2 separate regions of the Rattus norvegicus genome follow, and region 2 is linked to region 1. The links are chromatin contacts, called in public Hi-C maps. All regions are on one chromosome and are shown on one strand. The core of a region is the stretch at or near the end of the contact, and the rest is flanking DNA. Distances in the headings are between cores, read along the strand shown. Region 1 holds the start of Rps17 (ribosomal protein S17). Region 2 holds the start of C1h15orf40 (similar to human chromosome 15 open reading frame 40).

What was found. A called contact is a pair of places that touch in the nucleus more often than the background predicts.
Region 2: a contact with region 1 is called in a Hi-C map of prefrontal cortex, with 4 times the contacts expected there. The contact joins the promoter of C1h15orf40 here to the promoter of Rps17 in region 1. A contact is called at or near these places in 4 of 12 Hi-C or Micro-C datasets (frontal cortex, kidney, mammary epithelial cells and 1 more).

Annotation. Positions count from the first base shown.
Region 1 is chr1:144,706,053-144,709,344 of GRCr8, reverse strand. Rps17 (ribosomal protein S17) reads left to right here and starts at 1,609. Exons shown (of 5, transcript NM_017152.3): 1 at 1,609-1,637; 2 at 1,867-2,018; 3 at 2,514-2,619; 4 at 3,068-3,133. The coding sequence starts at 1,635. It also overlaps a transcript of Cpeb1 not described here.
Region 2 is chr1:145,139,607-145,142,898 of GRCr8, reverse strand. C1h15orf40 (similar to human chromosome 15 open reading frame 40) reads left to right here and starts at 1,652. Exons shown (of 4, transcript NM_001024749.2): 1 at 1,652-1,776; 2 at 2,712-2,838. The coding sequence starts at 1,747.

The DNA of each region.
Region 1 (3,292 bases), core at 360-2,859:
TCTGTACAGATTGTGGAGTAAGCTGTGGTGTACTTTTTTTGGCACATAATAAACACGTTGCAGCAGAGTTGTGGTTTTGTCTGTCCGGGGTGTGTGGTAGCAAGCAGGGAAGGAGATTCCAGGGACAAGTCCTCTCTTCATGTATTCTCACAATGGGAGGGACCCCAGTCCAGAGGGATGGTATGTGCATGTGGAGACCTGCTCCTATGTGGAACCTGTTGCATCCTGGTCAGCCAGGCTGGAATATCGGTACCTGGGTGGTTACAATCTGAAATGAAAGACCTATGAATTTTACTTGCTTGGCCCCTTGAGGCCTCCAGATGCAGCCCCAAGAATGCTAGAGACACAACCGCCAAGATGTCAGGAGCCACTTGTTGGCTGCTTTCTTGTGAGCCTGAGCCCTTGCGTGTTCCTCCTTCCTCTTGGACTCCCTTGTGCTTTTGTGCTAATGCAATTCCTTTCCGCGTGGTTACTACTTTGCTTTTTTGATTCAGGGTCTTTCTTTGTGGCCTTGTCCTGGACTCCTTATGTAAACCAGCCTGGCCTCAAACTCAGGAAGTCTGCCTGTTAGGCAGGCATCCCGAGTTCTGGGATTAAAGGTATGCACTAGCATATCCAGCAGTGCTTTTCCTTTCTGCACAGCCCTTTACACTAGTTTCTCCATGGCTTTATGATAGGTCTGATAATTTTTCAAGTAGAGAAGTTTTGAGTCAGCCTGCTGAACTGATCCTTTGGGAAACTAGTCTGAGGGAGAGCAGACCCCTAGGTACTAAAGCATCCTTCTTGTAAGATGCAAAAATTCACTAATCAGAATCCAAGAGTTCTCTTCCTGCAAGACTGTAAGGTCTAGTGTTCTACCTGGCCTCCACTTCATTAGAAATTCACTGGTAAAGTAAGCTGCAACTCCCAGGGATTACTGATCTTTGATCTCTTCAGTTCTGGTTCCATAGACCTCTTTTTTTCCTCCCTCCATGAGCTACTTTAGAGTAAGGATAACCGGAAGAAGCTGAAGGTTGGAGATAATAGTGTCTTCACTGGTTGGGAGCAGTATAGTTCTCTCAGATCTTAATTTGTTATGTTTGAGAGCTCTCTGTGAGCCAGCCGCTGTTTTAAGCACTCGAGGTTAGTACTTGTTTAGCTCATCCCCAATTGAGAAAAGTAAAACGCGCTAAGACATTTAAGAGCAGCTCTAATGGAATACTGTGCTAGAATGTGAAGAAACGCCGGGAAATAAGAGAAACCTCTCCAATTAGGCTAGAGTCGCGCGCGTGTTGGAGATCAGGGATGACTCCCCTCTACTACTACACCTTTCGGAGCTCGGGCCTCCTATCTGCCTCAGGGCCTCAAAGTATCTCCTAGATTAAAGCAACCTGAACCTCCCAACAGAAGCCTACCTACCACGGAACTACTAGGAGCAGAAACTCTGTTGGAGAGACGTCCGAGCTACCGACGTGCGCACGCGCAGGCTCTCGCCCCGCCCTCAGCGCAGCACTGCCACTCCAGTCCTCCAGGGGCCGCTGTGGTATTCTCGCGAGCTTCGCGCAGCCGTAGCCGGGCGGAAGCGGCTTTCTGGCCTGCGCTTTAATAGGCTTCTCTTGTGCTTCCTGTTTCCTCTTTTACCGAGACCCGTCAACATGGTAGGTGTTTGCCTCTGAGTGCTCTGTCCTTTTCAATCCGCATCCATCCTCCGCTTGTCGCGGCCTCAAGTCCGCAGCGAGAGGCTGCAGGCGGTGCCCACGCGGAGTCTGTCAGCCTGGCGCGCTTCCGCGTGAAGTTCTCCGCGCACCGACCCCTCTGGGAGCCGGCGCCTGCTTCCTCCATGGAAGGTGCGGGCTCCCCAAGTCACTTTGCCCTCTCCACCTTCAGGGCCGCGTTCGCACCAAGACTGTGAAGAAGGCGGCCCGGGTCATCATCGAGAAGTACTACACGCGCCTGGGTAATGACTTTCACACCAACAAGCGCGTGTGCGAGGAGATCGCCATCATCCCCAGCAAAAACCTTCGGAACAAGATAGCCGGGTGAGTGGAGGCCTCGCGGCTGCCTGCGGCAACTGTCCCTCCGGAAGAGCCTGCCCTGGCCGTTCCCTTTGCTCGAGGTCCCCCGAATGGTCCGAGGGAGCTGGAGGTGTGCGTTCACTGTGGGTTTTTGCCGAGGTGATCTTAGAGTTATTTACGGTAGCTGAAGGCAGAGCTCCGACCTCCAAACCTTATTGCTGCAGTATCTGCTCACAGCATTTTATCACTATGGCCATGTTGCACGAAAAATTAACGGTGCTGTGTCCGTACGACTGATGAAACCAGTCAAGGTACAAGTGCGGAAGAGTTGATGCTTGGAGGAGGGTTATTTACGGAGTGTGAGGAATGTAGTGGGTGGATGTCTGGACTTTGTGTGTATAGGAGGATCTCCGACGGTGAGTCCGACCTCGATGTAGAAACAAAGTAGGTTTTGTACCCAGATACTCTGCGCACTAGGTGGGAAGTGGTCACTGTTCTTCCTGGCTTGTGTGTTTGTAGCTATGTCACGCATCTGATGAAGCGGATTCAGAGAGGTCCTGTGAGAGGCATCTCCATCAAGTTGCAGGAAGAAGAGAGGGAGAGGAGAGATAATTATGTTCCTGAGGTAAACCTTGTGGGTCTTTGTACCTTTTACTACCTGCTCAGGTGGTAGTGGGGCCTCATCTGTGGTGGGAGCTCAGCTGCCTTCGGAGTGCCGCACCCAGCTGAGGGTGCCTGTAATCAGCCTGCCTACTGTTAGCCTTCCTGGAATCTCAATTCAGTTTGCTCTTCCCACATGGGAGCCTAGAGAGGGTGCCTGCCTCCCGACCATATTAGCTTGACCTACAAGTGTGAGCACTGCCGTAAGGCTTTCAAAACGCACACTAGAGCGAAGCCTTGGGCTGTGGTGGTGCACATCTTTAATTCTAGCATTTGGGAGGCAGAGGCCAGCCTGGTCTACATACTGAGTTTTGGGGCAAACAAGGTTATGTGGAGAAGCCCTAGCTTTCAAGGGATCAGAGGAAGTGAAAGATAACACATTCATAATTTGGACTTGACTCTTTCTCTCTTAGGTCTCAGCCCTAGATCAGGAGATCATTGAGGTAGATCCTGACACCAAGGAAATGCTGAAGCTTCTGGTGAGTGTCGGCTGATTGCTTGAGTAAGGCTGGTGTCTAAATGGCTTGTGGCTGCTTGTTCCGAGTGTGTTGGAATAGCTTTCACGAGATAATTTAGCAGTGTGGGACATACTGAGTTCTTTGCATTTTCCTTGTTCTGGGACTGGCTCCTAAATTGTG
Region 2 (3,292 bases), core at 403-2,902, 430 kb before region 1:
AGACCTTTGAACTGTAAGCCAGCCCCAATTAAATGTTTCCTTTATAAGAGTTGCCTTGGTTATAGTGTCTCTTCTCAGCAAAAGACCATTGACTATTATATACTATTAAGACATAGTTATATAGTATATTACTTTCACTAGCCTATACCTACTGTAGAATAGCAATACATTTAGAAAGTATTCATTTAAACATTGCTGTTTCAGTATCTACCCAACAATCTGAGATGGAATAGTTGCACTTTCAAACACTGTAGTTTAGGGCAACATGAAGTTTTCGGAAGACGTACACTTTCAAAGGAACAAATGCTTATAGTACTAGGCATCACTGCCCCCACCCCTTATGCCAGTCCCTTCCTCAGCCTTCTGTCTGTTCTTGTCCTCACATTCAAAAACTAAGAGGGAACCACAGCATTTATTTATTCTTCCTACCTGCCAAACAAAACAATCCTTAACTCCTTGGCAAATCTAAGATCAAGTTTTAAGATTTTTTAAAAACTAATATTACATTGGGTTTCTGCCATTTGGATCACAGACCCTATTCTTTCCAATGGGACAGGTGGCTGTGTGACAGATTGACCTGAGAAAGGCCCCTGTTCTTTCTAGCTAGTGTTGAAGTTTTTATACTCTGGAGGTACCTGTGGAGAAGGCTGAAGGGCTCCTTAGGGGACATTTCTTCCCTCTCCTTTACCCATCCAGCCACATGCTGGATGTAGTATGTAACACCTGATCATTCTGCCTGAGCCTAAAGCTGGTCTCAGCATCCCTAGTGTTTCAATTTAGTAGGCTTTACCCACTTTCTTACAACCACACCACATAGTTTGTCATATAGAAGTGGTGTCTCTAGGAGAGTGAGCTGAGATCTCATTCTGATCCCAACCTTTAGTGGCTGTTTGCAGCACTCACATTCCAGTCCCACCTGTTCCTGAATTTGAACACTGCAACCCTTTGACATTCGTCATACTCTCTCCCTCCTCTCCTCCCCTCTCCCCTTCACCCTCACCCACACCCCCTCACTGGTACAGGTCTGAGTTTCGGTTGTGTATTCAGGTTGCTCTTTAATTATTCCACTTGGATGTCTCCAATCATTTTAAACTTAATGTACCCTAAAAAATCTCCTCTCGGACACCCAAACCTGTTTGCTAGCCCTAGACTTGGGCATCATCAGATGATCTTCCCCCCGATCTGAGGTCATTCAGGTCCCAACGATCCTCAAAATGGTTACAAGCCATCTCCCATTTAGGTGACAGATCTTCCTACCTCTGGGCATATACTGTACAGATTCTAACCTAATTGGACAAGGCCAGTCCCTAACTTTAGCACTTGCATTGATTTGCCTCTGCTCCAGTTTCACGAGCGATTGTATCCCACTCCACAATGGATCTCTTACTCTCACACTGCCCAGTGCGAATTGCTTTGGTACCGCGTTGGGTAGGCGAGCACCGAGGCTCGCAGCTCTTGCCAATCCTGAGGATAGGTGGCTTTCCCTCTGGTGACAAAGATGGCTCACCAATGGATCACACCCCGAGGCTGGCAGGTTGCAAAGGAATGAAAACAGCGCCATCTCGAGGCGAGGTGGCGCTCTTAGGTGCGGACTGACGCGCATACCACTTCCGCCCTTGACGAGCGCAGGCGCATAGGACTCTTCCGCCATGCTGCCGCCTTCCGTGGCGCCTGCGAAGTTGTGATGCTGAAGCTCCTTGTAGGTCGCTGTGCTTGGCCTCTACTAGACTCCTGTGTGGTTCCACAATGCCTAAGAAAGCCGGTGCAACAAGCAAGGCCAGTTGCAAGTCCCGTGATGTGGAGAGGGTGGGCCACGGGGCTACACTGGCGGGGAACAGAAGGAGCGCCTGGCGGGCGGAAGACCTCCCTTCGGGTCCAGGTCTGAGACTTTCTAAGTCGCACATTAGCTCGCCTAAGGAACATTGGAGGAGTAGGCTCCTCTACGCACCCGCTGACCTCCGTCTTTGCTCCCGCACTCTGAGGGTTACACTTCCCGGCAGGCTATGAGTTCTGACCCCCAATAGCCTCCCAAAGGTGGCAGATCACTTCCTTCTGTCAAGGAGACTGCACTCCCTCCCCTAATATTTCCTGTTCTCTGTCGCTGTGATCCCAGCACCTTGAAGACACGGAGTATGGATCCTTATTCCTCTTCATACCCACTGTCTGTATATTGCCTAAGTTGTTAGATGGCATTAAAATGCCAGTCATTGTTCTTTCGGCAATAGACCCTAAACCCACTCTGAGCTGTGGGATGCATTGGTTATAAAGATGACTAACAAATGGCCCTTCTCTAGAGGAATAGAAACTATAAAGAGACTAGGGAACAAGTCCTAAGCTAGCAAAGAGATCTAAACAGGACACACTCCCTGCGCACACGTACACATACGTACACACACACACACACACTCACACACTCTAAAAGCTTTGACAAATGTAAGTAATTAATAGTCTCTGCTTGTAGGGAAAGTGAATTATAAGCCAACCAGGGAAAGCAGTCTAAGGAGAAAGGTGTGGACCAGGGCCAGGTCTTGCAGGGCAGTGCAAACACTGGTGGTTGGAGAGAAGTGGGTTGGACTGTGGAGGAACGTGGGACAAGCACCTTGGCTGCAAGCCCCTGGGTAGTGGGCCCAGTTTAGTGAAGATGAGGGTAGTGATGGGTCAAAATAAGTGAAGCATTTTGTTACCTATAAAATTGTGTGTTGTCATTTTAGGGTAAAAACCAAACCAAGGAACCAGAGACACCACCTCCCCCTACAGGGCCTGTAGCAACTGATTCTAAAGGCTTTGTCACCATAGCCATCCATGCCAAACCCGGCTCCAAACAGAATGCTGTGACAGGTACAGTCTGAGCACTGGGTGGGATTTGTATGTGGACCAAGCAGTTTCTTTTATCTTCTTTTTGACTTGTTATCTAAAAGTTTATCCTGTAACTGTAATAGTATTTTTATATCTGCATTTGGAAACGTCTCCACTTAAACATTCTATAGTCTCATATAAAGGTATTTGAAAGAAAATGTAAAAAAAAAAAAAAAAAGAAAGAAAAAAAATGTACAATATTTAATACCAAATCAGATAGACTCTCTATATCTTTTCCTTTTTAAAAATGTGGTGTTTTGGAGATGGGCCTGGTGTGTGTGAGTGTGTGTGTGTGTATCAGTAATTCACAAGTACTTAGGAACTGAGGCAGGAGGTCAGCTAGAATACAAATAAGACCCTGTCTCTAAACAACAAAATATTTAGGAAGGAAAGACACATTAGGAAATCTATGTATAGCTTAGATTATTCTTGATCA